2 separate regions of the Mus musculus genome follow, and region 1 is linked to region 2. A link is a contact called in public ChIA-PET data. All regions are on one chromosome and are shown on one strand. The core of a region is the stretch at or near the end of the contact, and the rest is flanking DNA. Distances in the headings are between cores, read along the strand shown. Region 1 overlaps Nhsl2 (NHS-like 2). Region 2 holds the start of Rtl5 (retrotransposon Gag like 5).

Evidence for each region. ChIA-PET counts read pairs in DNA pulled down with a chosen protein or histone mark.
Region 1: an RNA polymerase II ChIA-PET map of memory CD8 T cells shows a contact between it and region 2, with 23 read pairs. The contact joins the enhancer-like site here to the promoter of Rtl5 in region 2. A contact is called at or near these places in 3 of 39 promoter capture datasets (the 3T3-L1 cell line, hippocampal neurons and stem cell-derived epiblast-like cells), 1 of 15 datasets of contacts at CTCF or cohesin (CD8 T cells), 15 of 484 Hi-C or Micro-C datasets (CD4 T cells, CD8 T cells, CD8 central memory T cells and 12 more), 7 of 115 datasets of contacts at active chromatin or transcription factors (CD8 T cells, the HPC-7 cell line, embryonic stem cells and 3 more) and 3 of 9 other capture datasets (adipose tissue, liver and pancreatic islet).

What each region holds. Positions count from the first base shown.
Region 1 is chrX:102,030,343-102,034,211 of GRCm38.p6, reverse strand. All of the region lies in intron 1 of Nhsl2 (NHS-like 2), which reads right to left. Among named protein-coding and RNA genes, the nearest start is that of Rtl5, 39 kb to the left of the region's middle. Within about 2 kb of position 2,196, at least 50 of the 459 cell types and tissues checked have an H3K27ac peak or open chromatin away from gene starts, as enhancers often do. A contact at or near this core is called in CD8 T cells, CD8 central memory T cells, bone marrow-derived macrophages and 3 more, where this site is marked.
Region 2 is chrX:102,068,668-102,072,917 of GRCm38.p6, reverse strand. Rtl5 (retrotransposon Gag like 5) reads left to right here and starts at 1,611. Exons shown (of 2, transcript NM_001278534.1): 1 at 1,611-4,250. The coding sequence starts at 2,056. The coding sequence ends at 3,855. It overlaps Nhsl2 (NHS-like 2), which reads right to left. Exons shown (of 8, transcript NM_001163610.1): 2 at 1,439-1,594.

The sequences.
Region 1 (3,869 bases), core at 947-3,446, 39 kb after region 2:
CCTTGGAAGTGAAGGATTTACCTTTAAAGGGAAATCCGCATCAAATGCAAAGCCAATGCATATCTGGCTTTATTATTCTTCACAAAGGCATATTTTAAAAATGCTAAATGGTCATTGACGATGAAGTCTAGCAACTGATTTCTGGACTGAAGGACTAGCATCATGCTACTCTATATGAGGGACATGGGATCTTAACCAGTGTCCCCTCAGCAGCTTTGGGACTGGCTGCTACTCGAAGTGATCTAAGTCATGCATATACAGTCAGTCAAAATACCTACTGTGTGTTCCTCACCCCACAATCAATCCCCTCAGTCAGTTCCATTGATTCCATTTCTAAAATCTACACATAGCTGATCATTTCACACACTTAGTGTAAATTGCCACACTGGGCAGAAGTCCCCCAAACACTCTGTTCTTCTGGATTCCACCCAGCAGCCACAATCATCTGTTTGTTTAGAGGAACTGAACACAATTTTCATACTAGACAAATATTCTTCCACTGAGCCACGCCCCCAGAACAAGCAGTCAGTTTAGGGAACCAGGCAGAGATAGGCAGGAGACATGGCGGGGGTGGGGGTGGGGAGAGGGGCTGGGGAGGGGGGCTGGGGAAGGGAATGACTGAGAAAAAAAAGCACAATGACACATATATGAGGATGTCACAATGAACCAGTTTCTTTGTATGCTAACCTAAACATCAATAATAAAATCAACACAAATAAAAGAATCCAGGCTGACCATGGTAGTGCACATCTTTAATCCTAGCAACTCTATAGGCAGAGGCAAGAGGATCTCTAATGAATTCAAGTCCAGCCTGGTCCATATAGAGTTTCAGGCCAGCCATGGCTATACATGGTGAGACACTGTCTCCAAAAGTAAAGAAAAAGAATTTGTCTGCCATATTTATCTTCTGCTTGGACTTTGCATGAGGTAATCTTTGACCAAAGTCTGCCTACCCCTCTGATTTGAAACCGTCATGCTAGCAAGGATCATGTCTGATTTTTGCTCACCCTCATGTCCCTAGGTTCGGCTTCATGGCTGGTATAGAGGACACATTTATCTGTTGAATGAAGGAGTGGATTTCCTTTCCTTTCCTTTCCTTTCCTTTCCTTTCCTTTCCTTTCCTTTCCTTTCCTTTCCTTTCCTTTCCTTTCCTTTCCTTTTCTTTTCTTTCTGAGGCAAGGTCTCACTCTGCAGCTCATACTGACCTGGAACTCACTATGGAGCCTAGCCTAGACTTGAACTCTTGGCAATCCTCCTGCCTCAGCCACCTGGGTACAGGGATTACAGCTGTGAGCCACACAAGCCCAGTTCCACAGAGTGAATGGTAGCAGCTAACGTTCTCACTGCACTCTAAAGGTAGCAAACACCTAGCTGATTCTCAGAATAACCCTGCCACGGCCCTTATTTGTCCTCATCTTCCAGGCGAGGAAAGCAAGGCGCCCAGCACTGCGTTCATTGAGTTAATGCAGCTCGCATTGAAATGCAGCTCTGACAGGGTCACAACACTGCCATTCTGGCTCTGTCTCCTTGGAGAACTACAGAGCTGAAGAAAGCGGCGTGGAGTCGAAGCACTTTGATATTTCTTGGCTGAATAAGAGGCCACTTCACTCAGGCCTTTAGGGCCCAGAGGCAGGTCCTGTGGGGACTCCCTGCCAACCAGCCAGGGGAGGGATTCTAAATCAGGCTTTCCTGGATGACTTAGAGAGCCACTGTAACTACAGTGACCTTATTTCTTGAATCAAAAAATCAGGATCCTTAGTCTGACAAAGAATAGAATTCTTAAAACTAGGACTTTTTTTTTTTTTTTTTTTTTTTTTTTTGGAAATCCAGGTCATGGAGTTGCTGTACCTGTGTCACATGGTAGCTACATAATGGGGACTTCTCAGCAAATTCTGACCCAGCCTCTCCAGTTCATTACATCTCAAAGAAAAAAAATATCATAAAAACCAAACTGTTTCTGGGCCTCACACCAAATTCCTTCCGCCTCCTCTTCCCATGTGTTTGTGTTTGCTTAATTACTTCCCTTCCTCACTTGTCTTTTCTGTTATCAGCTTTCTTCCTGGTCTGCATGAGCGACTTTCTAGGTCCTGCTTGCTGATGGCTGCCATAAGCAAGCGGTTGAGGGAAATCATAAGTGAAACTGCTTGGGAACCATGGCAACAGGGCCCATGGCAACGGGGGCCAAGCACTGAGAGACAGCCTTCCCCACCCATCCTGGTTTCTGTTTTAGATCGAGTGGTACTGATAAGGCCGGATGACTCCACTGTGTCAGTTGTGTCATTTAATGAGGCAACACTGCTTTCAAGAGGCAGGCACCATGGCAAAATTCTAGTCCTAGTAAGTGTTGCACTGCTCCTGTTTCACTGGGTCCTGAAGCAGTGGTAAACTCACAGAAAAAGGTGTGGCCACATCTAAGGCTGGATCAAACACTTGCCTCAAGCGCCCTTCTTATTTGGCTCAATGTACTACTCAGAGTTCCCCCAATGGGCACACAGGGTGACAGTCACAAAACTCAGGAGTCACCATCCTTGTGGGCTTGGAAGGCAACAATTATATCATTCAAATGATCCATCCCAAGGGTTTAGTCCAGTGTCTGGGGAAAGCAGACTTCCAGTGAGTCAGAGTGAGCCTCCTCCTGTGAAGATTATCTACCTCTCCAAGGTACCAGATATCCAAGAACTTGCACCTCAATTTCCTATTCAAGGAAAAAAAAAAAGAAACAACTTCTGCCTTGCTTTTCTTTTCCTCTCATTTTAGATGCTGAGCTATTTCAAGCTATGCCAAAGTACCATTAGAAACAAATTCATTTTCCCATATTTGCCCCAGCTGAAGCTTCAGTACCTCCGCAACTGCAGAGGAAGTGCTGTCCCGAACTGGATGTCTGTGTCTTAAGTATACATGCATACTTAAAAAGGTGCTGTGTATGCGCTCACAAATCATAAGCTATTTCATATTGCTTTGTACATTCTGATCCACATCGAATTGTACATAACCTTTTTGCAATTTGCTCTCTTTGCTTCATGGTATGTTTGTGAGAGACATCCATGCTGATATAGGTAGTATTTTCCAGGCAAACTGGTGCTATGTAGTATTCTACTGTTGGAGCATACAATTTTATTTATTATTCTTCACTTACTTTCTCTCTCTCCCCAGCTGCCCCTCTCTCCAGAAAATAATACTGGCAACTGGGGAAGATGACTTAGTGAGTAATGTGCCTGCTATACAAGCAAAGGGACCTGCGTTTGGTTTCAAAGGACTGTTGTAAAAAGCCAGGCATGGTAGCATGTCGGCATTTCCAGTGCTGAAGGGAGGTGGTGTGGAGATGGGAAGGACTAGACAAGTGGTGAACTGTAGGCTCAGTGAAAGATCATGTCTCAAAAGACAAAATAGAGAGCAATAGGGGAGGACACCGACCATCAACCTCTAGCCTCCATATGCATGTGTGCAATATGCACACATACCTACACACGCACAGATATATACCTACATTTCACACATACAAAAATAACCATGTTGTCATAGCTGGGCGTGGTGGTGCACACTTGTAACCTCAGCACTTAAGAAGCTAAAGCAGACGGATTGCTTTGAATTCATGAGCAGTCTGGGATATATAAGGAAACCCTGTCTCAAAACAAAACAAGCAAGAAACCATACCATGCCATTATGAATATTCATAATGTATTTGACATGGTTCATTCATGTGAAAGTTGTAGCATGAATAAGTGGGAACACAATAGCTGAGGGAAAGTGTGAGAGTGTAGCTTTTATTTTATCACTCTGATGATGGAACTCAGGGCCTGTGCATGGTAGGCAAGTATCTATCACCAAGCTATACCCCCCAGGCCCTTTTTGAGGGCAATATTTTGGTG
Region 2 (4,250 bases), core at 362-2,861:
GTTTGCTTTGTTTTTCTTTGAGACAAAGTTTTACATGTAGCCCAGGCTGGCTTCAGAACTCAAGATCCTCCTGCCTCAGTCTCTTGAGTGCTGGAGTTACATACAGGCTTGTGCCGCCATACCTGGCCGCAAGAACTCACGATTGATGTTTTCTAGGTCTGGTTCCACTGTGGGTGGGGTCAGGTCTAGGGAGGCTAAAAGTCAGGAAACCGAAGGTGGTGGCATAGAAGACAGCCAAGTTCATGGACACATGATGACGGAAGTATGTGTAAGATGTGAACGGGCCTGACCAAAGCCATGGCTTAGATGACATGCAGAAAGTGAGAGGTCAGAATGGACATTCCAGGCTCTGTGTGCTCTGAATCTGGTGCTGAGGCTGCTCTCAGGGCTGATTCTCTGCAGCAATGTCTGCGCTCTCTGCTCCGATTCCCTCTTCAGAAGCCCTTCCAGGTGCTCTTAAGTCTCAGGGCAGATACCCAAAGAGCACTCTTCCCTTTGAACTGTGGCCCCTGGGCATGTTGGAAAAGTTTTTCTTTGTCTGGAGGTGGAGGTCTGCCTCTCTCTGAGTTTCTGCTTCCTGGTCCTAATTCTACCTTTGCTAAACTAGCACATTCACTCCCCTCCCCCTCTTGCATGGTAGCTCTTCCTTGTTGGACACAGGGCTCATGATTATCTCTTAGCATCTTGCTTCTCTAAGGTCACTACTGCCCTTTTCGGGGAGCTGGGGGTTTCCACTGTATCCCCCTTGGGAGGCCCATCAGATGTTTTCTGTTCTGCACTGGGATTAATATATGCTGGCACGGAGATATAAGAACTGACAAGATATTTTGTACATTTCGTATCCATTGGGCACCTCCTGGGGGAATTCAGCCCTGTGTCCAGTGTCTCTGAAAAACTCAAGTAGTAAGAGAAACTCAAAGGTACAAGAGATGGCTTTTTTTTTTTTTTTGTGGTGCTGGACATAGAAGCTTGGGCCTTGCACATGCTACCACTAAGCTACATCCTCAGCTTGGAGAGATATATGGAGGAGCTCATTGTGGTTGGGAGGTTATTACAAGAGCAGAGTGTGTGAAGTCCAGGTAAGGAGAAACCCCTTTGTTTTCTGGTGCCAGCATCCCAAGGCATGGGCTATATAACAGGAGGGCTGGAAGGAATGTGGGTCCCCATTGAGGGAGTCTCCCATTTCCTTCTCCGTGAATTGCTTGACCACTACCCTGTCTCAGCCTGTATCCTTTCTCCCTTTATGGACTACTGAACCAAAAAGGGAGGGAGGAAGGGAGCAACAGCACTGGAAACAGAATGTTAGCATCATCAGTCTGGAAGGTGAAAAGAGAGATGGTTTGGAACTGTTTTCTTTTCTTTTGCTGCTCCCCATTTCTTCTTTGCCTCCCTCCTGCTGCGCAGCTGCCTCTAAGGCAGCCCCCCACCCTCGCAGTACCTTGCAACAGGCTCTGGAGATTGAGCTGCGCCTCGCGAAGCAGTTCCTCTACACTCGGGGGCCTGCCCGAGGAGAGGAACACGTTCACTGGCTGTCGCCATGACGACCTCGAGTGGGCAGTCGCTGTCGCATTTTCCCGACCCGAGTTAGCTGCAGCTAGGGAAGGAGAGAGTGAGTGAGAGCGCAGCCGCGGGAGCCAGTGGGCTCCCTCGGTTCCCGAAGGCCCGCCCCTGCGGGGGGCGCGCGTAGCTGAGCTTAAAAGGCGAGAGGGATCGCTGTCTGCAAGATTTTTCCTCGACAGATCCTGCCGCAGTCCCTTCCCTCCTACTCTGCCTGCCTCTGTTGGCGTCACCTCTGCCAGCGTCTCGTCTGTCTCCTGCGCCTGCCGCCTCCAGGTCCCGAGCTGCTGCCTGCTCTCTCTCCGACCCCTGCCACGAGGTAACGCGTCCCGGACCGAGCCCCTGTGGGTGTGGCCCGGGCTCGCTTGCGCCGGGTCGCCCTGTCGCCGCACGTTGGTCTCCTCCCACGCCCACCTCCTCATTTCTGCCTCCTCCTGCACTCCCCATAACTCCCTACCCCCAAGTGCCCAGCACTCAAAGCCCCAGGAACTTGTCACAATGTCTGAAGCGGCGGGAAATCTCAATAGCCTCCGCTTGGCGAATGTGGCCCTGCGAGAGGAGTTAAATGCCCTTCGAGGAGAGAATGTCCAGCTGGGCCTGCAGCTCGGAAGAGCCTTGGCCGAGGTTAATTCCTTGCGGGGCAATGTCTCGAGCTACATCCGCTGGCCCATGCCCATAGTACCGGTCCTTGCCGAGGAGAACTTTGAGTTCCTGCTCAATGAGACTGATCCCACTCCTGAGGAGGAGGAAGAGGAGGAGGAGGAGGTGCCTTTCCTGTGCTGGCCTCCTCCACGCACAGATCCCGAGTACGTCTCAGATGATCTTTTGATTAATGTGGTCCAGGACTATACCAACCCCGACGGGTCCAGTGACCCTCCTCTGTCACCCAGCCCGTCCCAGCCGGAACTGCACTCCCCCATGTTAAAGGAGCCAACCTTTGAGTTCCTTTTGCCACCGCTGGAGCGGCCAGACATAGAACCCTTTTCAGGCGACCCAGTGTACCTGGCTGAATTTCTGATGCAGCTAGAGACTTTCATAGCAGATCACGAGGATCACTTCCCTGGGGGCGCGGAACGGGTGGCATTTCTCATCTCCTTTTTCACAGGGGAAGCGAGAGACTGGGCTATCTCAGTCACTCAGGAAGGAAGCTCCTTGCATGCCAACTTCCCGCGCTTCCTGGATGAAATCCGTAAGGAATTCTGTGGCCCCATCCCCTCACGCGTGGCTAAAAAGGCCATACGCAAGCTCAAGCAGGGAAACTGTACCCTGGGCAGCTATGCAGATGCTTTTCAGTTCTTGGCCCAGTTCTTGTCTTGGGATGACTGTCGCCTCCAAAACCAATTTCTCAAAGGCTTGTCAGAAATTTTTCGAAAGGAACTCTTATGGTCAACTGAAGTGGCCGACCTGGATGAGCTGATTCTTGAGTGTGTCAAGATAGAAAGGAAAGTGCGTGTCCCCAAGACAGCCTCGCTCACTGGAGTTCAAAATAGCTGCTGCCCCTTTGCACTAATTCCTAATGAGGATGAAAATGAAGGTGTGGAGTTCTACAGTGAAAATGAGGGTGAGGGTGAAGAGGCAGGCGGGTACAGGCTTTATCTGAAGGATCAGAGGCAGCACATGACAGCTTTCCCACAAGAGATGAGGGAGGAAGAGGAGGAGATGAGGAAAGAGGAAGACGAGATGGAGGATGAGGAGGATGAGGACGAGGATGAGGATTATGAATTTGAGGAGGAGGATGAAGACGACGACGACGAGGAGGAAGAGGAGGAGGAAGAGGAGGAGGAAGACAAGGAGGAGGAGATGAAGAATGAGGATAGCGATGAGAATAAGTATGAAGAAGAAGATGAAGTTATCGTTAGGGTCCTGGAGCCAGAGCAGGAGCAAGAGAGGGAGGAGATAGAGCACGAGCATGTGTATGTGCACGAGCACATACACGCCCATGTGCACACACTTGCTGCCCACCACCACGGCCTACATGGAGAGCTCATGGTGATGGACGAACCTGTCCTTGTTGACACGTCAACCCAGACCATTAGCTCCGCCATAGGCTACCATGCTGAAAATTACCTGGGGGTATCCCCTTCTGTAATGCATTCTAGCAGACAGAGGAGCCAGAATCGAGTCCCACTTCTGGAGGGCCTTCCCGGGACCAATTCATCCTTCTACAGCCCGCCACCACTGATGCGCCATGCAGGTCGCTTGGGGCAACGCCAAATGCGAAGATGTCCCTCAGTGCTCTTCTGCCTCACTCCTAGGCAGGGGGGCCACCGAGCTACTCAAGGTCGAATTCGAGTGTGAACACTGGGGGTGAGTTGGCCACGGGGAACACACCCTTCCCCTGCTTCCCTTGCCTCTGCTATTGCTGCTGTACGTGCCCCATCTACTGACCAGTCCGTACGAAAGCCCCAGACTGGAGGAAGACCCCAAAGAAGACCTGCAGAATTCCAGATTGTTTCGCAACCACAACCAGAAGAGTGAAAAGTGCCCAACCAGGGCCATCCAGGAAAGGAGAGGTCAGGACTCAACAGTCCTCTTGCTGTGTACTCGGCTCAGTCCTCGCACAAAGTTGCAAAGCAAGTCTCTTGGCCTGTTCTTGTAAATGGCACTGGTCACCTTTGTCTCCAACTCTAGTTGTCCCCAATCTTCGCCTCTCCTGTGCTTCTTTGCCCTGTGTTCTACAGTGTTATCCTGAC